7 separate regions of the Mus musculus genome follow, and all the other regions are linked to region 1. Evidence: chromatin contacts called from public Hi-C, promoter capture Hi-C and targeted proximity ligation data. All regions are on one chromosome and are shown on one strand. The core of a region is the stretch at or near the end of the contact, and the rest is flanking DNA. Distances in the headings are between cores, read along the strand shown. Region 1 holds the start of D930032P07Rik (RIKEN cDNA D930032P07 gene). Region 2 has its middle 160 kb from the start of Rfx3. Region 3 has its middle 160 kb from the start of Gm35866. Region 4 has its middle 140 kb from the start of Gm35866. Region 5 overlaps Glis3 (GLIS family zinc finger 3). Region 6 overlaps Glis3 (GLIS family zinc finger 3). Region 7 overlaps Glis3 (GLIS family zinc finger 3).

The links. Promoter capture Hi-C pulls out the DNA fragments that hold promoters and counts their contacts. A called contact is a pair of places that touch in the nucleus more often than the background predicts.
Region 2: a promoter capture Hi-C map of hippocampal neurons shows a contact between it and region 1, with 11 times the contacts expected there. A contact is called at or near these places in 17 of 39 promoter capture datasets (the 3T3-L1 cell line, 3T3-L1-derived adipocytes, cancer-associated fibroblasts and 10 more), 8 of 484 Hi-C or Micro-C datasets (the AML12 cell line, embryonic fibroblasts, embryonic stem cells and 4 more), 20 of 130 datasets of targeted methods (the NIH/3T3 cell line, bone marrow-derived macrophages, embryonic basal ganglia and 13 more) and 2 of 9 other capture datasets (embryonic stem cells and pancreatic islet).
Region 3: a contact with region 1 is called in a Hi-C map of muscle stem cells, with 4 times the contacts expected there. A contact is called at or near these places in 2 of 484 Hi-C or Micro-C datasets (muscle stem cells and nephron progenitors) and 4 of 130 datasets of targeted methods (embryonic forebrain, embryonic hindbrain, embryonic midbrain and 1 more).
Region 4: a promoter capture Hi-C map of the 3T3-L1 cell line shows a contact between it and region 1, with 6 times the contacts expected there. A contact is called at or near these places in 5 of 39 promoter capture datasets (the 3T3-L1 cell line, frontonasal cranial neural crest, hippocampal neurons and 2 more), 1 of 484 Hi-C or Micro-C datasets (nephron progenitors), 4 of 130 datasets of targeted methods (the NIH/3T3 cell line, embryonic midbrain, forebrain and 1 more) and 1 of 9 other capture datasets (embryonic stem cells).
Region 5: a contact with region 1 is called in a targeted proximity ligation map of craniofacial prominence, with 6 times the contacts expected there. A contact is called at or near these places in 9 of 39 promoter capture datasets (the 3T3-L1 cell line, 3T3-L1-derived adipocytes, cranial neural crest and 5 more), 1 of 130 datasets of targeted methods (craniofacial prominence) and 1 of 9 other capture datasets (embryonic stem cells).
Region 6: a contact with region 1 is called in a Hi-C map of muscle stem cells, with 2.8 times the contacts expected there. A contact is called at or near these places in 6 of 39 promoter capture datasets (the 3T3-L1 cell line, 3T3-L1-derived adipocytes, cranial neural crest and 3 more), 3 of 484 Hi-C or Micro-C datasets (adipose-derived mesenchymal stem cells, muscle stem cells and pancreatic cancer cells), 6 of 130 datasets of targeted methods (the NIH/3T3 cell line, bone marrow-derived macrophages, embryonic fibroblasts and 2 more) and 1 of 9 other capture datasets (pancreatic islet).
Region 7: a promoter capture Hi-C map of cranial neural crest shows a contact between it and region 1, with 3 times the contacts expected there. A contact is called at or near these places in 6 of 39 promoter capture datasets (cranial neural crest, frontonasal cranial neural crest, maxillary cranial neural crest and 3 more), 3 of 130 datasets of targeted methods (embryonic midbrain, kidney and pancreatic cancer cells) and 1 of 9 other capture datasets (embryonic stem cells).

What each region holds. Positions count from the first base shown.
Region 1 is chr19:28,676,467-28,679,803 of GRCm38.p6, forward strand. It overlaps D930032P07Rik (RIKEN cDNA D930032P07 gene), which reads left to right and starts at 1,758. Exons shown (of 5, transcript NR_045330.1): 1 at 1,758-1,839. It overlaps Glis3 (GLIS family zinc finger 3), which reads right to left. Exons shown (of 11, transcript NM_175459.6): 1 at 3,130-3,337.
Region 2 is chr19:28,170,287-28,173,623 of GRCm38.p6, forward strand. No RefSeq gene overlaps it. Among named protein-coding and RNA genes, the nearest start is that of Rfx3, 160 kb to the left of the region's middle.
Region 3 is chr19:28,202,218-28,205,554 of GRCm38.p6, forward strand. No RefSeq gene overlaps it. Among named protein-coding and RNA genes, the nearest start is that of Gm35866, 160 kb to the right of the region's middle.
Region 4 is chr19:28,226,106-28,229,442 of GRCm38.p6, forward strand. No RefSeq gene overlaps it. Among named protein-coding and RNA genes, the nearest start is that of Gm35866, 140 kb to the right of the region's middle.
Region 5 is chr19:28,257,779-28,261,115 of GRCm38.p6, forward strand. It overlaps Glis3 (GLIS family zinc finger 3), which reads right to left. Exons shown (of 11, transcript NM_175459.6): 11 at 1,073-3,337. Among named protein-coding and RNA genes, the nearest start is that of Gm35866, 100 kb to the right of the region's middle.
Region 6 is chr19:28,282,792-28,286,128 of GRCm38.p6, forward strand. Glis3 (GLIS family zinc finger 3) reads right to left here. Exons shown (of 11, transcript NM_175459.6): 9 at 861-1,036. Among named protein-coding and RNA genes, the nearest start is that of Gm35866, 80 kb to the right of the region's middle.
Region 7 is chr19:28,350,078-28,353,414 of GRCm38.p6, forward strand. All of the region lies in intron 6 of Glis3 (GLIS family zinc finger 3), which reads right to left. Among named protein-coding and RNA genes, the nearest start is that of Gm35866, 13 kb to the right of the region's middle.

The DNA.
Region 1 (3,337 bases), core at 508-3,007:
TGGCACCTTATTTATACTATAACTTCCTTCCTCTATAGAGAAATAATTGCAGAAAACACAGGAAATGGCTTCTCCACAAAGGGTAAGAGTAGGTTCTGGCTCCTTTCCCAGGATCAGCAACTTCAGAACAACTCTTGCCATCTTGGAGAATTACAAACTAACATTCCAACTCCGGTGATCAATAACTATGATGCCAATATAGACAGAATGCCCTCAGGCCTACTTTACTAGTAGTAAAGGCAACGGGGGACGCGTTTCGGGGAGGAGAGCTAGTGAGAGAGAACACTGGCAGTCCTCCAAAATCAAATGATCCTGAATGCCACATGAAGAAAGGCAGAACTTTTACAAAGCATCACTTCCAGCCATTCAACTGTCCCCAGTCGGGATTTTTTTTTTTTTTTTTTTTGGGTCAGGCAAAAAATCCACCCCACTAGGTATACTCCAGAGTCCATCCAAGGAGAGTCACTTTCCAAACGGGACAACTCCAGGTATCCAAACTCTGCTAACCGGAAGAACTTTGGTAGAATCGCCAATGAAACTGGTGGAAACATTGGATGGACCAACGATGGCGTGAAGAAAAGCCACTCTACCTGAACTGACCTCAAGGGAAGCAAGGAGACAGGGAATCCACCCAGAGCACACAGAAGTAATTACTCACTCTGAAGGAGGCCTGAGTCCTGACAGGAAAGAAAAGACACGAACTAAGTAGCAATAAGAATGGGAAGAAAGCCTCCTTCAGTTCAAGGGGGAGGGGCTGGAGCTCCTCTAAATGAACACTGTAGCAGATCCTAGTAAAGGCCTTAAATGTCAGCAGTTCTCACTAGAGAAGGGGGGGGGGTGCCCTCTCACACAGTTCTCTCTCTATAGATCATTTCCAGGGACAGCCTTCATTGTTTTTCTGCAAACTTTTGCAGGCTGCACCTGCTTTGTGTAGCCTCACAGGAAACCAAAGAGAAAAAGGAGGAGTAAGAATTTTTAAACTAACCCAAATTCATTTTTACAATGAATCAAAATTCCTAACGTAGTCTAAAAATTGAAGTCCAACGGGCACGGAGACATTTAGGGAACCGGGCCTGGCTACTTCCCAATGAAGAAATCGTGACTCATCAAAGCTTCAGAACGGACACAAGAGAGTTTGCATTTGTCTGGAGTTCACCTTCGGGCCAAGAAATGCTCTCCACTGTGAGCCTCAGTGTTTTTTCTAGATGCTTAAGTTTGGCAGGGGTTCTTTCTCTGGGTCCCATAACCCAGAGAACTGGTCCACTGGGGGGAGCTGTATAAACTTCTCTTTCCTCACCAACTCTAGGGCCACCTGAGACCACTACCCCCAATTCAAGAGATGTTGAAGTCCTAAAGCTCTAAGGAATTGGAAAGGTGTCCTCTCCAATTGCAATTGCTGGAGTGCAGTCCCTGCGGGCACTGCTCTGGAGAATTCCGGAAGTGATCCCCTACACTCTATCCCATGGGACCTAGCGGATGTCAAGGAAGACAAGCCAGGAAGGGAGGTACACAGAGCAGAGGAACCAGGAGTGGCTAGGGGTGCGGGGTCAAGATGTGCGGCCCGGGACAGTGGGTGAACACCCCTCCTGGGGTCCTCAGCACCCTCCCACACACGGCACACCCACACACCTTTGCCCCGCGGGGGGTCTTGGGTCCTAGCCTCAGGGATCTCCGGAGGTGAGCGAGGGGCGGGTCCGGAGGTGAAGTGGAGCCTTCCCGGTGCTCTGGGCAACCAGACCGCCCCCGCTCTCCCCCCTCCCCCTCCCGCGGCGCGAGCGAGAGAACGCAACAAAACAAAACAAACTCGTGCCGGCTTCCTGTTGTGCAACCACTTTCTGAGTAAGTAAGGGGCTGAAAGGCCGCCAGTTAGGAAGCCGGGCTGCGGGGGACCCTGCTGGCCAAAGCACCCGGAGCCGCACTGGGGTACATAGGGCCCTGCACTGTGACCCTGTCCGGACCACGGGGCGACTACCCTCCCTGCCCCCACGAGTGTCGTTTTGCTATTGCCTCCCAAACACACTACCAGATCTAAGGGCGCGACCTCGACGAACCTTTTTGCCAAAAAAAGAAAAAAAAAAAGGAAACCTCCAAAAGTTTCCTCCAGGTACCTACTTGAATCATCCATAGTAGGATGACAAATCCGCCCTGGTCAAGGTTTTCAGACACTTGGGTGAGTTTCTCGTCCCCCGGGTGACTTGTCAGCTCTAGTGAGTAACTTGGAACTGTTGCTTGGGGCAAGGTGTGTGTCTAGGAGAGCCAACAGCTCACTCACGCTTTCCAGAAAGTGATCCCGACCGACTTCAAAATAGACACAGGGTCATTTATAGGGACCGGAGCCTTGAAGCGGGACTCGAGACAGACATTTCCCAAACAGTGCTGACATTTTGTCCCCGGCCCATAAAAATGTAAACGCGAGGTGACAAACCCGGCGGGGAGTGCTAGGTGTCTGAATGTGTCTGCGATTTCGTGGCGTGGGAGGTTACAGTTGAAAACTTGGCGGCTGCGGGTCGATGCACCGCTCCTAACTAGTAGCTGTGCCCCCAAACCCGAGGACCTCACTGAACAATGGGGACACCAACTTGGATGAGACGGAGAAGTGAAAAACAGCCTTCGTGGCGCCCCATAAACACGTGGAAGCCGAAAAGACAACTACAACCCCGACTGTGAGCTAAAGACCTCAAAGTCCCATCACTCCCCACTTTGCCAAAGTTTCCCTAAGTAGGACCCCGGTGCTCGCCCTGTATCTGGCCCTGATTGTGTAACCTTCTGGTACCTGTATTTTCAGTTAAAAGGCACGGAGACTCTCCCTCATAAACGAAACTTCCACACCTTGTTGGTTTCCTTTCTGTCTACACCCCGCGCTCTTAGGTAACTGACAGCCAGTTTGATGGCTAAATGAGTATTGCCATCAGCCTCGGTAAGGTGTGCCTAGGTCTCTAGAAGCCCTGTGAGTCTGGGGGAGTTGGTGTGCTCCTGTCCTCAAACCCGTGCGAATGCCACCAAGCCGGCATGCAGAAACTCTTTCTAATCCCGAGTTTGCGTCCCCAGGCTTGACCGCCCCCACACTCTCTAGCGCCTTCTCTCTCTGTCCCTCGCCTGCAGAACAAAGTTCCTATGGCATCCACTTACCAGGTAACCGGATTTCCACAACAAAGCTAGGCGAGCGAGTCCCTTCTCCCGGCCAGCCCGCTCGTGACAACACTAGCGATGCGTGGGTGGAGGCTGAGCCCCCTCAGCGCTCCACGCCGGCTCTGCCTCCTTCGGAAAGGAAAACTCGCATCCAAGCCCGTGGCCGGAGCGCGGAACTACGGCCGGAGGGCCGTGTGTGTGCCCGCGC
Region 2 (3,337 bases), core at 360-2,859, 510 kb before region 1:
AAGATGTTTTCACACTGCAAGTCATTGAATCCCTTGAGTCAATGGACTTAGATCAGTGATAATCCAGATTCAACCTTCAGATCAGCAAAATCAGAATCAGTTGGGACCCTGGGCCAATGAGGTTGCTCAGTTGGTAAAAACACTTGCTGCCAAGCGATGACCTGAGTTCAATCCCCAGGACCTACATGACAGAAAGCTTGAATTGCCTGTTGTAGGTTGTCCTTGGACAGCCACACAGAAGCTGTGGTAGGCATGTGCACACATACGAATCGACAGAAACCTGGCTCTCAGGTCTCTTTCAGGTGATTCTGAAGAGCAGAAAACTTTGTAAACCGTGGCTGACTTAGTCTGTGAAGAAACTGATTTTCTCGGGAAGCAGAAAGGCAGGATGTGTCGGGGTACAACAGGAATGACCTCATCCAGTTTCTCCTCTAATGGCCTCCTTACTTCTGTCCATTTGAACAGGTTACCTTTGCTAAAGCTGCCTTGCCACGTGGCCATATCCGCCAGAGACAGAAAATGGCCTGTCTGTTCTTTCCCGGTAGCCTTGCCAAAAGCTTCACCCATGTTTCAACTTTCAAAATGCTGTTACCCGACCAGCTCTTCAGTCAGTTACTGAAACAGAGTGGGACCAGTGTGGCTGGCTGAAACTCTTGAAAACACAGCAGTTTCTCTGATCAGGCCAAAGATGAAGACTGCTGAATCCAGGAAGGTCTAAGGAGGGAAAACTGCAGAGCAAGGAGGTGTTGCATAGAAACAGACAGGGCATAGTCACCAGCAAACATGTTGGTCGACACTACAGTGAATCCTTCTACTCCATGAGGACACCATCTTGGACCACGAAGACTTGATTTCATAAACCGATCATTGTAGATGATTAGCCTTGGGAAGCTTCAGGTCAGTGTCAACAACCAAGAACCGCAACATTTTCCCATTTTGATGACTATGATCTAACATTTCAAAGAAGCTGAGGGTAATAATATATTAAAGAGGCATTCAGCTGCATTCAGCCAGAGATCTGTTGCATCTATTTTAGTTAAATGTTCTAGATTTTTACACCAGAGCTCTGGAGTAATTATAATTAAAAGGACACAAAACTGGGAGTAAAATATGTATTTCCCTTCTACAAGTCTTTGTGCTTCTTCAAATGGAAGGTGTTTCTTAAGAAAGTAAATTCTCTTCGTTGCTATCTTTGCTATAGCAAAAAAACAAACCAAACAAACAAGCAAAAAAAAACCAAACCAAACCAACAACAACAACAACAAACCACCTTGAATTTTAAATAATGACTTTTTAAAAGAGAGGAACTCTGAAGTGATGGACAAATTGCTTTGATCAGTGCTTTGCCGATCAGTGCCCACAGTTGGTTGGAGACAGGTAGGGATACATCAAACACTTAATTTTTGCTTGACTAGCACACGAAGCTATTAGCCGGGAAGATTCGTAATTACCGAATCCTCTACTCAATCAGACATGAATGCCACACAGCTCTGCAACTGTTTAGCTGGAATATGGAACTGATCTCATCAGATGGAGGAAACTGTAGCTCAGATCCATAACAGACGAGAAAATATTCACACGGCCTGCGTTTCATTGTGGGTCTGTGCTCCAGCCTTCTCCAGCTCTCTCGCTGCTTGAGTCTTTCAATTAACTGCTTGCCTCATTTATATTCTACATCTGATCAAACACCAAAAAAATGTGGATTAGTCACATTCCTACATAAATTTGAACATTATGTAACAAGTGTCCCAGCAGTTTAAGAACAACTCTCGATGTGGTATTTTGGAAAGAGCCCTGGGCTGGAACACTGAAGCTCACACTGGCTCCGTCAACTCCACCTCAAGTCTGCCTGGGAATTTGTGCTGATCCATTCCCTTTACACACCTGGACCCTAGATTTCTGGGGCAAATGTAGGGGGCTGGCGTTCGTTGTTTTTGGACTCCCTATCTGTTCTATTGTCCCAAACATAGGATGATTGGCTTCTGAGGCAGACTGGCATAGTGTGAAAAACCCTTTCCTTCACATCTCAGCTCAGCTACTTATTAACTGTGTGACCTTGGGCAAATTATTGAAAATCTCTGAAAGTGTTTTCTCATGGGTAGAGAAAGATAATATCAACCTCGCTCTCGGTTGTTACAAGCTTGAGAAAATACACCGGGCACATCTAGCAAGGCTGGTGCTATATTAATAGCATAATTGAAAAGAAAAGGAAGAAAGACACCCTCTTTTCTTTTCTAATTTTCTCTAAACATCTTGGAGCAAGAGAGAAAAAAAAGTAAAAAAATAAAAGGCGCTGAGCTGAAGAGATGGCTCGGCCATTAAGAATACTTGTCGCACTTGCAGAAGACCAACTTCAGTGCCCAGCACTTAGGCCATGGTTCACAACCACCTGTAACTCCAGTTTCAGGGATTTCCCCTGCCCTTCTCTAGGACCCATGGGCACCAGGTTTGCACATGGTTCATGTGTATACATGCAGGCAAAGTACTCATACATATAACATTTAAAGACTCTCTAAAAAACTGAAGATAAATAAATAAATGGATGGGTGGATGGATGGTTCTGTCAAAGACTTTTGACTCCACTTTTGGCCCACTCATTCATTAAGCCCTTGCTATTTAGAAATTGGTAAGCTGGGCGTGGTGGCTCATGCCTTTAATCCATGACTCCAAAGTTTCTGCCTCTGAAGATACTGATCTTTCTCTATCTTTAACTTGTGTGTGTGTGTGTGTGTGTTTAATTTTACTTTGACCTTGATCCTTTCTCCAACATACCTAATAAGATCATTTAGTGCCCAGATTACATTCTATTCAAAACAGGTTCTAGAACAGGGCGGCAAATAACAGGTGATCAAAACTAAGTTGCTGACCTCGCAGAAAAGCCAGTCATGACCAGCTCCATCCTCACCCTCAGAAGCCTGTGTTTCTCACAAATGTTTCTATAGTAATAACTGACATTTATGGAGCTAACTTGATTGCCATTTGAGTGTGAGGCACTAGTCCAAACATTTATTCGGTATCGACTGGCATAGTCCAGTTAGCCAGCTCAAAGCGTCATACATCAATCGAGGATGTAAGTTAAGGAGTCCGTGTCCTCCTTAACTATGCCTTTCAAATGAAAATAGCCACAGCCATCCCTCGAGGTGAGTGAAAATGAGGAGACCAGATGGAAAGGAAGGAGGAAGAGACCCTAGGATGAGGGACCTTGTCTCAGGCTCTGAGAGGCCCTATCTCTAGAGGGCCAATCAGCGGTCCTGCACTTGGCCCCTCCAGAGAAACAAGCTAACAATAAAAAACAAAGAGGCATTATTGTCCAGAGGAGGTTTAGGTTCAGAGCAGA
Region 3 (3,337 bases), core at 449-2,948, 470 kb before region 1:
CTGGGGAGCCAGGCTGGCAAGTCATCAATGCTCTCTTCTAAGTTCAGAGGAAGGTATAGAAGGCCAGAGGATGGATAGGGGAACACAGATGGAGAACAACTAGTAAGCTCTCTCTCTCTCTCTCTCTCTCTCTCTCTCTCTCTCTCTCTCTCTGTGTGTGTGTGTGTGTGTGTGTATGTGTGTGTATGTGTGTGTGTGTGTGTATGTGTGTGTATGTGTGTGTGTGTGTGTATGTGTGTGTATTCAACTGTGTGATAAAATGCTGCAGAAAGGTTACTTGGCAAATTTAACACCAACAGAATATTGCAAAGACTCAGGAGTTAAATCGGTTAGTGTTTTTAAAAAGGCATTTAAGACAAATATGAAACATGTGCTTGCTCATTTGCTATTGGTAGTGGGATACCTCCTTCAGGTTGAGCTTGATGCCCACAAGATCAATTTCAGCAGCTCAACCTCACAGACAAGGTCATAGACGTGGACTCCACCCACAAATAGTTTGCAGCAGTGTGTGTCAACCTATAAAAATGGTCATCATTAGAAACCTCATTTTCAATCTAGAGAAAGTTAGGTAAGTCCTAATATATGTTTAAAAAACCCCAATAATCACTAAATACCATATTTCCTAGAATGAACAATGTTTCATGGAGGGTGTGAGCACAATCTTGGTCATCATGTGGTAGTCACCTCAAAATCCCCTGACAGGTTTTACCCAGCTCATTGTTCTCCACCCACCCAGTTCTAACATGAAATGCCTTGAGATTCTCACATTACTGGCTCTCTTTAGGGTAGGTGCAATAGGATCCGAGTCCCATTGTCAAACACACCACACACAGGTCCTCCAGATGAGTAGTGTAAGTGCACACTACTATATGGTTTTATTTATCAATTCAGCTACATGACTTGCTCACTGAGAAAACAAGTGCAGCCAGCCCTCTATATCTTCAATTCCAGATCTGCAAATTCAGCCCACTGTGGATAGAATTACTGGTTTGTTTGTTTTTTATATTTGCATCTGCACTGAAGTGTACAAACTTGTCATCATTTCCAATATTATAGCATGAGAACTCTTCCTATAGCATTGACATTGGAAGAGACATTCAAGAAATGTAGAGGTAATAGAAAGCATACAGGAGGATGTGTATAGGTTGCATGCAAATACCATACCCCCTCACATAAGGGATGAGAACACCCTGGTATCTTGTTACCCTAAGCCAAATCTCCCATGAACATCTAGGGATGACAATTTTTCTGACAGCTAACTCAGTACCAATCTCAATTCTTAGTGCCTTCACCCATTGCAAGAAAAACTCAATGACATAGTTTTACTAGGGATGAACAATGAGTAAAGAGAGCACACAAAAGATTCAGAGCTAGAGACCTTATCAGAGAAGATGCGACAGAGCATTGTGTATGTGCCTGGCTAGTCTCATTAGGAAGTGAAGGGAGACAGCTGTGGGACTGGGGCAGAGACAAATATGAGCTCATTTTGGTTTGGCAAAGAGTTATGTCTGGTGAGATTATTTAAATCGTAATGATACAATTATGTGAGCATTTATTATGTGCCTGATAGATGTTACCATAGTAGAGATTTCTTTTATCACTGGATTTTCCCTTGTGTGATGGGTATTGTAACAACTCATTCTTTCAATGGGAAATTAGAGTCTTAGACAGGATGTGATTCACCGTAGTCTAGGAGGCTGATAGATGGCAGTGTTGGGAATAGAATACGACTCTGCCTTTAGAGGCTGGGCTCTCTTCAATCTACAGCTCCATCCTCACAATAGCATGAGAAACAGATTAGTTAATTAAAATATGTCTTTACCTAAATGTTAGCCATCTAAAAAAAATGCTTACATGATAGTGAGAACATACTGGGATGGGGGGAGTCTCTCCTAGTGGCACCCTCATGAGTTTTGTTTTCTGAAGAAAACTAAGGAGACACACTAACTGGTTACTCAACACATGTTTGGGGAATGAATAGCTCTGTAATTAAGTAGTTGGAAGTCATGCAACTTTATAACACGTAAAACACAAGAAGATGTCTCAATTCCTTTCCGAGAGTCATTTCCCATTAAATTCTAATTTTCCACTTGATGAGCTGCAGACCCTCCCAATATCAACAGAGATTAGGCAGCATGTCTGTGCCAGGCTAAGCTTTTCCTTTGCTCGCTGTTGAGCAGCAAACTATAACACATTGCAGATGAACCGACTACCTAAATGAGTTAACTTCGCTAGGTGACCTTCTGGCTTCCATGGCTTGCCACATTCTCTGGAAATTTAAAACAGGGCAGAGCAGATGACCCACACATTTCAGGAAGTCCTTTCCCCTTTCTTGGAACAACTCAATAGGGTTAGTTCTCATGGATGGCCCGATCTTCTTCATGACACATGGTCAGGCCAGGAGCCATGAAGAATTGGTAGGTCTATAGGCAAGTGTTTGTGCTGCCCTCCAGGAAACCAAAATTCACAAGGACCCCTCCCCCAACCCACATATAGCAGGAACAGAAAAAAAAAATAAAAAAGATGTCTAGACTGGTTGCTCCTGCAGATGTGGCTGTTCCTAACGCCTCTGTTTGTTTCCAGGATATGTCTGATGTAACTCAGGATTAAATGTCAATCCAGTGAAAAAGCAACAGGATACAGGAAGGGAGGGAAGGAGGGAGAGAGGGTGGGACAGAAACACAGAGGAAAACAGTAAAAGCGTTCCCAAACAAAAGCTAACTAAGTCCCATATCTCGCTTACTTTTCTATTGCTGTGAAGAAACTCAGCAATAGGGTAGAGTTCATGACCATCATGGCAGGGAACATGGCAGGAGGCAGGCAGGTACAGCACTGGAGCAGTAACTGAGAGCTTAGCTCTGTCCTACAGGCGGCAGGCAGAGAAAAGGAGAAATTGGTTTGCTTTTATAACTTTAGAATCTCAACCCCATCCCTGCTCTGTGAAGTGACACACATCCTCCCACAAGGCCACACCTCCTAATCCTTCTCAAACAGGCCCACCAACTGCTAACCAAGCATTTAAATATATGAGCCATTGGAGGCCATTCTTACTCAAACCATCACATTCCATTCCCTGGCCCCCATAGGTCCATGGTCATATCTTAATGAAAAGTGCAAAAAATGTATTTAGTTTAACTTCAAAAGTCCAAAAGTCTTCTGAGACTCAAGGCAATCTTTCTGCCTCACGTATGTGGATAAGTTGTAAGCTTTCAGCTACTTCTCCAGGACCATGCCTACCTGCTGTCACGTCCCCACACCATGATGACCATGGACTTGCCTTCTGGAACTGTAAGCAAGCTCTCAATTAAATGCATTTCATTTCATTTAATGCATTTTC
Region 4 (3,337 bases), core at 411-2,910, 450 kb before region 1:
AGAAATCGCAGGTGTGTATGCATGTACCACACAGGTGCTGTGTATATACAGACACAGTGCGTCCTTATCCATTGGTCCCATTCCCATGTTTCCAACTAACTTTAATTTGAAAAGTTTTGGAGCAACATTACAAATGTACTAAGTGAGCATGGGCAGGCTTTTTGGTCAGTATTCCCTAAGCGATGCAGTGTGGTGCCTATTGCGGCTTCCATTGTAGTCAGTATCATCAGGCACCTGGGTGGATTTAGAGTGCCTGCAATGATGCCAGGGAGTGAACGCAAACTCTGCACTATTTCTCTACAGGGTTTAAACATCTGTAAATTCTGTTATCTGTGTGGGGTTCTAGAGACTGTTCCCTGTGGAGCTGAGACGAATGTGTGTACACTCAGACACCTTCCCTTACCATTTAGTTAAAGCTGGTTGTCTCTGGGAGACGAGAGTAAGGATTTTACTCTTCTATATTGTTTTCAAACTTTAAGTTCTTTACATCAAGCATGGATGTTGTTATAAACAGTACAGCATACAATAAATGAGGTAGCCATTGAGCCAAACTGATCATCTGTGGATCATTCATAATCCATCCATGTAACTTGTTCATAAGCTATCCACTAAGGCAATGGATACTCGAAGGAGTTGGTAGTGGAAGAGATGGGTGTGAGTGTTTGCCATGGCCATGTGGAACCATTAAAGCCACATTTTACCTCTGGGAAAGAGAAGTTGGAAATAAAAACTGTAATCAATAGGAGGGGAAAATGCTCAGTAAGCCTGGGCCAGGAGCAATTACGAACTGAAGGATCACCTTCATGGCAGCTGGAGAGAGGTCACAGAATAGGAGAGCTGCAGGCCACATGAGAGTCAGGAGCAGACAGTCTCTGATGGGGATGGTTAGAAGACCAGAAACAGTCAAGGGCGAGTGAAACCAGTGTCATGGATCAAACAAGCCAGACGTGTTGAGGATCAGACAGCATGAAGACTGGCAAGAGAAGCCTTTGAGGCAAAAATAGGCCAGGTTACAGGTAGCACCAGGCTTTCTTCTCAGGTGCCACAGCTTGCTTGGATAGGCAGTATTTTAAAATGCTTTGTTTGTTTGTTTGTTTGCACTAGTGATTGTTGATGAGCACTCCAGTCTTGGAATTCCATGAGTACAAAGGGATTCTACACACAGAAAGACTTAATGAAAGGTAGGGTGGCCGAGTACTCTTGGATTTGGTGTTTCAGATGGTACCCAACTAACCCTAGATGATTCCAGAGGGGAGCTTCTCCCTAAAGGACAAGCTTGGTTTGGAGAAATGACTTCACCATTGTCCAACCAAGGATCCACTCTGACTTTTGGATAGCCAGTGGGTCAGCAGTGGGAGCTAGGTGTGTGGGATCTATCCTGCACTATTTCTCAAATTCCCAGGCCTTTGTCAGAGAAGAACAAAGACAGTGTGTGTGCAATGTGGCCTTCTAGTTTATGCTGTAAGCTCTGCAATTGTGTTGGAATGGAGACCGTCACATAGGTGACAAAGCTCGTTAGTGAGACAGAATGCCTGACTCAGACCGAACACAGGAAGACAACTGAGGAAGGAGAAGGCGCTGAAGGGTTCGCCACATTGTCATCTTCTCCTTTGTTTAAGAGCATGATGCCTAGGGTTGGCAGCTCGCTCCCCACTCTCTGCCGCACGTCTGGTATCTGTCAAGGCTGTTCGCATGAATAAAGGCTGAAGAGCTGAGACTGCAGAGACAGAGTTCTGAAAAGACTGTTTGAGCCAATTAAGGAGTGCATTTCCACTGGAGTGACCCTCCAGCAGCCATGTGGATTTTCGGCTGTCCCCTTGGTCAGTCCCCAGGCTAAAGACACCACTTTGTTGTGTAGCTTGCAAAACAACATCACATATCCCTCATATGTTGTTTTTTTTCCTCTCCCATTTTGTTTAGCTTTGCTTTCTAATATCAAAGCAACTCTAAGCCACGAGACATAGCTTCTCAGAAGACTTCAGATGAATGCGTTCCAGATGTGCTATTTGTAGTTTGTACCAAATATCACAGTGGTAGAGCAAAGATGTCACCAATCCCTGGAGGCATTATAGCATAACACTAGATCAGAGGCCTGCAGCCTGGGACTGAGTCTTCACTCTACCACTTGAACAAGCTCTTGAATTCCTTTGCAACTCAAGTTTTCTCATCTGTGGACTAGTAATGATCACATTACCCCTGTCAGAAGGATGGGAGAAGGATCAAGCTTATTTACTTACCTGCTTAAAACTAAAAATATGTGCCAACTCATCCCTGACATATAGTAAGTACTTTATACGTAATTATCACTTTTATTCAAGAATTCTATCATCTCCTTTCATAGACCTTCATAGGCCCACGCTGGATGAAGGCATAGTGACCCCTGCCACCATGGCAATATGCTCAGCTTTGTAGATCTAGATGTTTGCTCTCCTTAATGCAAACATGGTTTAGATGACTCAAGGGATTATTCTATACAAAGGGAACACACACTGGCACGGAATGGTTTGTCCCACTATCAATGTGTTCACTTATAGGGCATTTAAAAGAGGGCCACTAGAAATTCATGCTAGAGAATCTGTGTGTCCATCCTCGGTATGGAATGTCACAGGGGAAATCAGGGTCTCACTTCTTCACTCAGAAACCTAAGATGAACACAGCTGTGTCCTCCCACAGTATCAGAATTTATTGAAGGTTAATTGGTGGTGGTGCACGCCTTTCATCTCAGCACTCAGGAGACAGAGGCAGTCAGATCTCTATGAGTTCAAGGCCAGTCTGATCTACAAAGTAAGTTTGCAGATAGCCAAGGTTACACACACAGAAACCCTGTCTCCAAAAACCAAACGCCCAAAATATTGAATAATAATAAATTCACAAAGGTGGTTCCTCTGGTAGCCATTTACCATAAACATTCCCCCTTTTCGTGATAGCTCTGGTAAAGTCAGACACAAGTTGTTTTATTCCATTCTTAATTGCTAATATTAATCTTAATTACTAATATTAACTGAGATCATTCATTACACAGATAGTAACTGTATCTCTCTGTCTCTCTCTCGTGTGTGTGTGTGTGTGTGTGTGTGTGTGTGTGTGCATGTGCATGCTAAAGAATACATAACAAAGGGCTGAGAGGCTACAACAGACTTTAAGGGACCCCAGAGCCTGAGAGCCAAGGAAGCTAATAAAGAGCTGAGTTGCCTCTCTGTGAGGGGAAGGATGGGAAAGCCTCGTAGAGCTGGTGGTGTGTGTGAGAAGCTGCTACAGTTGCCGGCTGAGGTCCTCTTCTGACCCCCTCAAGACCTTGAACATATGTGGCACACAATCATATGCAGACAGACAGACA
Region 5 (3,337 bases), core at 448-2,947, 420 kb before region 1:
AATTTGGTCAATTCTAGTTTGGGACAAATATGAATAATACTGTTATGGACATATCCTTGACTTCAGACTTTTGGCAGAGGAATGGCATTGCTGGGACACGGGATCTACATGTCACCATCTAGCTCTCCTACTGCCACACTGTTCTCTTGGGGGATGGAACAAGTGCCATCCACAGCAGCTGGTGTTTAGGGAAACTGAGGAGTTCCTTCATCCTGTCACATGCTTGTCCTCTGAACTCAAGGAACCCAACAAGGTACCCAGCCATTGTGTGGCTTTCCTTAAAGTCATCTTAAGCCATAAAAAGGTGGCAAGCGAGTCAGCTCTGTACAAATGCTTTTCGGAAAGAACATTTCCTTTTGATTTTAAGACAGGATGTAACTATGCAGCCCAGGTTGGCCCCAACTCACAAGCATAACTTTTCTTCCTGAGTGTTTCTTTGGACTGCAGACAGGTGCCAGCCCTCTCTGCCGATAGGGTGAATCTTATTAAGTTCCTGTGCTTGGCTAATAGGCTGGTGGGTGTCAGACTACATTGACCACCATCCCTGATGCAATGGGTATTGATCAGTAGTTCTCAACCTTCTTAAAGCCACGACCCTCTAATACAGTTCATGTTGTAGTGACCCACCAGCCATAAAGGTATTTCATTGCTACTTCATAACTGTAATTTTGCTGCTGTTATGAATCATAAATATCTGATATGCAGGATATCACCCCAGAGGATGAGAGTTACTAGTATAGAGGAGGCACAGTAGAGGAAGGTTCTGGGTAGCCTCCTGAGAGCAGGACACCAGGGCAGCAACCATTGTCCCCACAGGGCACCAGGGATTCTGCCCCTGATCCTTGCTTGGTACTGTGTCTTTCCCCAAAGGGTTTTATGAAAATGGAGTGAAAACCCACCGCTCCCACCACCAGCACGCTGAAAGCCCTGCACCTGGGGCAGCAAGCTCGAGGCATTGCTGAGGCATGATGTAGCACTCCCCTAAAAAAAAAAAAAAAGCACAAATAACCCCCTGCCCCCAGCCCTCAAACACATTTATCCAGTTTGTGAAGTGGATTAATAGAATAACCAATAAAACATGTATAAAAGCTTTAATTAAATGTGATGAAATAAAACTTCATGTTTTATTTATGGACACTCCCAACATGTAAAGGATTCAGGGAGACATTCATTTTTACTGCCATTTCGTCCTCATATCTATAATTAAATCCAGGCTTCAGTTCTGGCCCAAAGCGATGCAGCATTTTAAAGCTGGCCTTGGACACCCCTTCCCCCCCCATCTGCTTTTAATTATAATCACCATCCCCAATACAGAGGAGGCTGGTGACAGAAGAGAACAGAACAATAAGACAAACAAACAAACAACGCCGGTTACCATTGTGTTTTAAGCCGACGCGCTGAAGGAGCGCTTCAGGCGGGAGGGGCAGCCTCGATTTCCAGTTTTATTTTGTGCCAAGTATACAATCCCTTCATTTTACTTTTGACATTAAAAAAAAAAAAAGGACTTCATGAAACAAGACAAAATAACTTATGATTATATGAAACATAACTGTGACAAATCGTAAAACTATACATATTAATAGAAAAAAGTGTACCTAATTCCTTAAAAGATTTACGACAATAAGCACCACATGTGCCCCTACCGTCAAACTGGCCCCATATCCAGTATGATATACGCAGCTCATTTCTCTACATGAGTGGATAGAACAATGTACAAGGGCCTATGTGATTTATGGAAAACAGATTTCCACTCCCCTCCCCCCCCAAAGTGCTTTATGTCAGCAACATTACTGAGGACGCTTCTCTGTCTGTACAAAATAAATCTCTTCATTTGAACACGCGCCATTTTCTCCAATGCGTTTGGTTTTCTCTGTCTCTGTTATTTTATCCATGGCAATAACAACATTGATCTAAACAGTCAAATCAAATCAAACACCAAGTAATACAACTGAGCACTGTCAATACTTCCAGGCAATAGGGGATGGGAAGGGGGTATGAGCTCTGGGACAGGGAGACAGCTTAGCCCTGTTCTAAGCTCGCATTAGTGAGCTAGTACATTTGGCAGATGATCACTTGAGGACACTGGACGTAACCAACACTCTTGTCCGGAGACTTTCTGCTGAGGTCTACCAAATACCTTGTTTTCCACTTAAGAATCACCTGGGTCACGTGGTGGAGACCTGTGTAAGGGACCATATCTCACAGGCCCAGGGAATATTTAAATGGCATTTGTGTGCCCATCAGAGAGTAAATTACAAGTGACGCTTTGAAGTAGTTCCTTTAGGGAGTTATGACAATGGATGAAGGCTATGTCTCTATTCATAATGACCTTTTTATTTTTATGGACTAAAATAATTGTCTTTGGGTTGTGTGTTTTCAGGAGCACTAATCTTTATTGTTTTGAAATTGGAATGACAATTTCCATTTGGATGTTTATGAAAATGGCTACCCATCAGGGCTAAAAGGGTCTAGGAATGGAAGGGAATAATTATGTTTTCAAGCTCTGCTTTCATTGTTTCAAAATACAGATGGAACTGTGAAGGCCAAAGCAAGCCAAGAACACATTCATGCTGAGGAGAAATTCTGGAACCTAACACTCTGAAGGAGCCAGTATGTGTCATGACTCTAGGCCCTGTCCCCAGACCAGTGGCTATTGGGACTATTCTGGAGGGCCTTTGAGGGGCTACATGGGACCTAGCTCTGCTCATGCCTTCTGATAGCAAGAACGTCTCTCTGGGGTAGGTCTGACCTAGTAAGAAGGCCCTGATGACACAGGTTCTCCATGGATCCCTCCTACTTAGGTGACCCAGAAAAGCAGTGTCACATGGAAAGCCACCATGAGTCCAAAGCCTGGCTCCCAGGCCTCATGCCTCCACTACAGGGAGAGATGCCATGCATGGTCTGTACTTCCGTTCCTTGCTATGATTTCTCTTTCCTTAACACATCCATACGGCAGAGTAGAAACGATTGGTTGTAAGACCACGGTGCCTCTCATCTGTTCCTTCCTCATCATCCAAATGAAATGTGCTTGGGGCGCTGTGTAAAAGCTTTAGGATTTAAGAATGGATAGATGCTCCTTTTGAGAGTAGGGTCTCTTTTCTTTTTAGAGGGTGACAGAGGTCAAATGAGGGTTGCCATCAAATAAGCCAGTGTTGGAGTGTGTGTGTTCCTGCTTTGACCAAGTGTGACAGAGGACACAGGAGCTCTGGAAGGGTGGGAGTTTCTAGCAGCCTGAGAGCTTACCTGCTGAGGAAGCCAGACAGGGTTCCTTCCTTAAAGCTCAGAATAACAAAGGGAATTGGAAGTCTTGGGACTTAGAAGCTTGCAAGATAGTTTT
Region 6 (3,337 bases), core at 405-2,904, 390 kb before region 1:
AGTCAACGTACAGCATCGTTTCTGCTAACATAGAATTCTGACAACAGGAGACAAAAACATTGGGCGATTGGAGTCTTTATGGCTTGGCATTGCAGTTTTCTGTGGAAGTTCACTAGGATTTCTGCTTGAACTGGCAAAAGGAGTTTGATTAGTGAAAAGAGACAGAGGCAGACTCAGTCCTCAAGTATGGTCCTTGCTGAACACAAGCCTGGCCCAGAACGTAAGCCACTGTGGTCGCTCTTTTCCTCATGTTCTTTCCTTTCTGTATGAATATGCATAGTCATTCTGAGACATGAAGAAATGTGTCGAGTTCCCTAAAAGATATGATGACGGGTCAGACAACTCTGGCCTCAGAAGCAAGACTGTACTAGTAAAGATGATATGTTTTACTCAAATGAGCTACAAGATGGAGAGAATGAAAGAAAGTTCTAGCAAAGAAATAAAACCAAGATGGGATATATAGATGGGACACATGAAGTTTGGGGGAGACCAGGGAGGTGTCACACAGGGGAACCAGGGAAGGCTTTGGCTTGGCTCATGGGAAGGAGCCAGCCAACATGGACAGTGATGTTCCCGGGGCTTCCTTCTGCACAGTCTCCTGATCACTCAGGAGCAGGGTGCTATTGCTAGAGACTTCTCTTGAAGTGTCACAACACTGGGAACACCAATGATTTCCTTGGGCTGGCAACTATAGGTCAGGTCATCTGAGGAAAATACTAAAGCATTTCATGCTGTCTACATCATAAGTTTGATTTAAAACAGAACATCTGAGACCCACATCTGGTCCTTAGGCCACCTGGCTAAAGGCAACAGCAAAACACTGCCTTTCTAAACTCCAAGGACCACCAGCTCCTGCTTACCGTGGACATGGATACCATTTGGCTGAAAAGAAGAGTTGGTTTCTGGCTGGTAGGGCTTCAGGAGTGAGCCTGGTGGCTGCTGGGAGTGGGGAGCCTGTGCTCTCTGGAGCAGTGACGGAGGAGCTGGAACTCTTCCCGGGCTGATGTGGTGAGGAGATGGAGTCGGAGGTGCAAACCTGGGAAAACGATGACAACAGGCAGCATGACCAACTCTTCAAAGCCTTCTAAGTCCCCGTTCTGGCCCTATACAACTATGACACTATGCTCTTTCAAAACCCTTCATAACCCTCCCCTCTCCTGTCCAACCACTGAGTGCTTCTCTGACACATGGGGGGTGGGGTGAGGAGGGGAAAGACACCAACAAAGCAAACCTTAGTCACAGTTTGGGTTTGTCAAGCTTCTTAAACTGCATTTCAAATCCTCTGGGTTTTATGAAATTCAAAGCACATCTTTTGCCAGGCCCTTTTCCTGCTAATTTTAAAACCCGTTCACATTTTAGGGGAAATTCGATTCATATGTTTCTGACTCATTTACACTTAGCTCATAAACATTTTGTTTTGTAAGGCACATCTGAGGTCCAAGAAGTGTTACGGGTCCTTTATTATGACCCCCCTCTAACCAGAGTCTCCTTAAACAATACATTCTGTCTTGCCAAGAGTAAAATAACTCAAACCCCAAAGGTCAAATGTGCCTTGAAACACAGAACCTGAGAGGTCGGCTTGGGTTCTGTGCTGGGCAAAGAGCATTCCTGATGGCGTAGAGGGAATGCACTGTGGCATTTTTGTAGTAATGTGTAACAATCCCAAGATTGTTGGGTCTTTGGTTTTTTTTGTTGAACACAACGCCTTGCATACACTAGGCAAGCACTCCACTATTGAGTGCTATCCCCAGCCGCAACCTCAGAGTACTGGTTTTTGAAAGGAGATATACTGGTATTTAAACAAAGAGAAATCACCAAGGAACCCTGGGCAACTGTATATTCATTTTCTTGTTGTGAGGGAAGACTAGCAGGTTCTGAGTCATGAGATTTAGAATGGCATTTACTGTCTAACACTGGTGAAGGACAGTAGACTTGAGAGAACAAACAGCCTTGCAGGTGGGGATGTCCATACAGAAACAAACAGGATGTTTAATTTGTTGGTTCAGCGTGGGACAGTGATACCCACGGTAGAGAAAGAAGGGAGGGTCTTTCAATACCTTGAGAATAAACAGCAAAGTAATTCTGCATAAAAGCATACTAGCAATGAAGTATGCAACCTCTCTGAAGTTCATCAACATGAACACATTTAGTTAGTTCCTGTTTATCCCGTGCAGAAGGAAAGCTTCATTTTGTACTAGGTTATCAACGGTGGCATAACTTATTTTATAGGGACAACTGACTCCACAAGGCTGGTCTCTCGTGTAAGGACACAGCTGAGAAAAGGGGAAGGTGCATTGGACACATTTACAAAGTTAATTCTAAAGGCCCTGAAGCAATGTATCTTATAAAGAAGAGCTTCAACATTTATGTTAAGGGAGTACGAGAGGATGGGAGAAAATGCCATGTTCACTTTGCATTTCACTTGTGAAGTATAAGGAGCTGCACGGGAACTAAGAGGAAGATGGGGACTCAAAGCCAACAGGTCAGAGTATCTCAGCAAACCTGATGTGATTGGATGCTATCGACTGGCCACTTAGATTTTTATTCTATGGAACTTCGGAGGGCAGCAGCTGCGTGTCCTGTGCTGGTTAAATACGCACTTTTCTAAGCACATCCTCTGAACTGGGATTATCCTGAAAGGCGATGCTGAGTGGCCCACAGAGAAAGCACAGCAAACAAATCCTGGCACTTCCCTGAGAACATCTAGTAAAACACATGAGCCAGGATTCCCCATATGGAGGCGATTTTCTGGGGGACATGTCCTTATTGTGTCTCCACAGTAGCTCTGAGCTTGTGGGAGAGGAATGAGAAATTGTGAAGTCATCGAGTTGGGAGAGATGGGAGTCCACACTGGCACCCAACCCTAGAAGGCTCTGTCCTTATGGTCCTCCAGGTTGGAGGGAGAAGGGATTTGAACAGCAAGGTGACCTACATCATTATCCCACAATCACACTGATATTTTGGGAGACAAAGTAATTAAGACCCTCTGGCTCTCTTGTTTCACTTCAAGAAGACACAACGAGCTAGTAGGTCCTCTGGTCTTTCCTTCTGGTACTTCTACTATCTTCAACAAAATGATGGGGGCAGGGCAGGGCAGACAAGTTGGGACTATCTAGGGACCCCAGTACAATCTGAGGACATAACATACCCCAAACCACATGATACACCTGACTCACACGAGACGGATTAGTTAAGGAGTGGAAATGGTGACAGATGAAGAATACAAAGAGAGTCCAAGGTTCTTTCGTCAGAGTGAAGCTCTACTGCTTTTATCACTTGCACCGGTGTGGTCAACACTAATTAGATCACTAACTAGGAAATGGAGACTACACAGATC
Region 7 (3,337 bases), core at 559-3,058, 330 kb before region 1:
TCCTCCTCACACACATCCACTATAGCAGTGTTACTAAAGCATGACAGAAGAGTTGGACTGGCTTATTATCCTAAGGCCAAACTGTGGTATGGGCTAATTCCTAATACTCTATTGATGATTTTTAACTGATTCCTTTAAAGGAACAAAGGACAAATAATGACAAGGAACTGTGGAATTTGGAGAGGACTTCAATGTACAAACCACCTGCCAAAGACCCCACCCCACAGACTAAGACCCCACCCCACAGATCAAAGCAGAAAACAAAGGATGGGGGAAAAAAGCTTCATTACCATTATGCTCCAAACTCCAATTTACAGGGAAGTATTATTTCCATCTATCTTCTCATGGTTCCAAGAACTACACAATGCAAAGTAAGCCATGGGCTCCCCCGTGACATTTATAGTTCGGGGAGATTCTGGAGAAAGATGGCGGCTTTTAACAGTCTAAAGAATTACCCATCTCACTTGAAGAAAACTGCATTAAGTAAACTGCCTGTGCACAGCCAGAATACAGACAGAACTCACTCTAAGTACGAAATATAAACGTAGGTAACTGCAATCGCTGGTGTTGAGGTCATGAAAGTGAACATCACTGACGTTCAGCCAATCAAAGGTCAATGTCTAACAAACATTAATAATTCGTAAAGTTTAGAATCTTTAAGCAAGTGCGGGTTGGATGAAGATTCACGTCACCTCTAACTCTCAGGCATTGCTTGTATTCATTTTTCTTTTAAAGTCCATTTTGACAACAGGCTAGGGTTGAAGAAAACCATGTTCCTGGTACTTCCAGGGTGAAAATGAAAAATTCTGATAAAACTCACAGCCTTGAGAAGAATTTCAAGTGGCTCATCTGCCCTAGTCTTCTCGTATTTCACTCGCGCATCGGGAAGAATTGAAGGACAGATTCTGTACCTTTTGCTCTGGAGGCTAAATTCTATTCCCAATGAATACCTTTTCTGGTGGCTTGAATGCTTGCCTACTCATTTTATCGGTGCGCCCCTGTTTCAAAGCATTCAAGAACTGCAGCGTACATCAGATGAACAAGTCTGGGTGCCTGCTGGCTGGTGAGATGTGGTGTATGTGTGTGTATGCTTGCTTGCTTTTTGCAAACAAGAGAAACTACTCTCTGTATGCAATAAGCCAAACTGTCTCTGCTCCCCTGGTCTTTTCCTTCTTCTTTCTTAAAACATCTTGAGAAATGTTTGGCTAAGATTCCAGGTCCATCTTATTTTCTGGTGGAACGGGTCACGTGCCAGGAAGGACCATATGCCTGTGGTCAGGGTACCACTCAGGAGCAACCTGCTTCTCCTTATATACATTATCTTACGGGTGTTTGTTACTGAACCCAATTTCCGAGCTGGGCCTCATAAAACTGGCTAAGACCAAAATAATGTCATTTAGCATCTAGGGGGAGGTTAAAGACAGGATTAGAGAGAGGCGGGCAGGCAGGGTATATTAAGCAAGTCCATGACTAACAGGGTGTGACAGCATAGAGTTTTATTCTTTTCAGCAAAACAATTCCCTATGGCTGGGACCATTACTCCACTGTGCCTTTATCACCTTGGAATTTTTATGGTTATTTTTGATGAATTCACATTTCTGTAAAGCCCTTTTTGAAATCATGCCAGTTTTCCAATTTTTAATTAAAGTCGTAAATAATCTTAATTCTGCCTTAAAAGGTTTATTGTTTCTTTTTTTTTTCTAAGTATTGATGCCAGGAAATACTTCAAATACCAAGTTCTGACATGAGTGAGCAATTAGGAGCTCTCTAAGGTCTAGTGACAACATTGTACCGTGTAAATGTATCGCACTGGGATATCGGCATTCGATTTAACAGCACGGAAGGGCTGATTTGGGGGTTTATCAGCAGCTGCCTCTCTTGGGAGTGACACAGCCTCTTTTTGTTAGATGAAGCAACATCATGTTAATTTCATGAATTACCTATCACAGACTTAGAAGGGGTTTTTGAAAAGTAAACACTGTACATTTGTTACTGAGGGCTGAGCCAAACGGTTAGAGGAAGTCAACCGAGTCCGATTTGCACAAAATAGAGCAGACCCCAAAGCAAAGCCATTAGAGAGGGAATACTCCCCTGCCCTGAAGTCCGAACTAAGGAAGGGCTGCGGTGTCTGACATGAGGACATCAGACTGCTCACAGGCCGCTGTTCTTCCCTGGACTGCCTACTCAGGCTGCAGGAGAACTATAAATACAGCCATACCTTACAGTCTCAATGCTTTCCTTTTTTGATTAGTGCTTCAATAAATATGCCTATAATCAAACCGACTCTCTCTTTATAGGAGGCTAACACACACCTTTATTCCACAGAGAAAGTATTTAACAATCTCTAGACAGCCTGTGTGCCTCCACACCTGTGAGCATCAGTACTGTTGTCTCTATAGGTGGTTAATACTCTTCCATGCTTGACAGTGGCTCGGTGAACCTTCAAGTGGCTCATCTTACTGATGATAAGCTTGGTGTTATTAGTAAAAGCCCACTTTATTAGAGACAACTTGGAGGTAGCAAATGGTCAGATTTAGAATGAAAGCCCTCTTTTGCTAAATAAATAATTTATTCCTTTGAGTTTTGTAAGCTACAGACAATGACAAAGCCAATAGACAACAACTCTGCTCAAGGATCCAATTGTGACAATGTGTTATTTTACGAGGAGGCATTGTTTATTCAGTTTTATTTACACTAAATAAAATTCCTCTGCCTTTCTAACATCAGATCATACCTAGCCCATGCCAAATGGTTCTGGGTAACAATATATTTTATGAAGAGATAAATTAAATCTATTTCTAGAGGGAAAGTATTTTAACTACTAATTTATAAGACTGGCTTTGTAAGTAGTTAAGTGTAACTGTCAAGTCCTTGCAGCAGAGTGGTTTGCTTTCTCAAAAGGAAGGCTTGGTTTAAGAACTTTCTGTCTATAAGCCCTCCACTGGCACTCAAGTTAGTATCTCCAAATAGAAAAACTTCAATGTAGGTATGTAGGTGTACACACACACACACACACAGAATTTCCTAACACCAATGTCAAATGCCAAAAAAACTATGAAAGAAAATGCACAATTTTGACAAAAAGACACAATGACCCAAATACCCTTGTACTAAAAACACCAAGTTAATGCAACTCACTTCTTCCAGGGACAAAGCATTCTACTAAATGTTCAAATATTTAAAAGCTTGGGTGCTGGAGACAGCTCAGTGGGTGAAGTAATTATTGTCTGAGCATGAGGACCAGAGGTCAGTCTGAGTGATAAGCCATCTGTGGTGGCACACACTTCTGAAGTCACTGTTTGAGAGGTGGTGTCAAAGCAACTGGACAGTTCCTGAG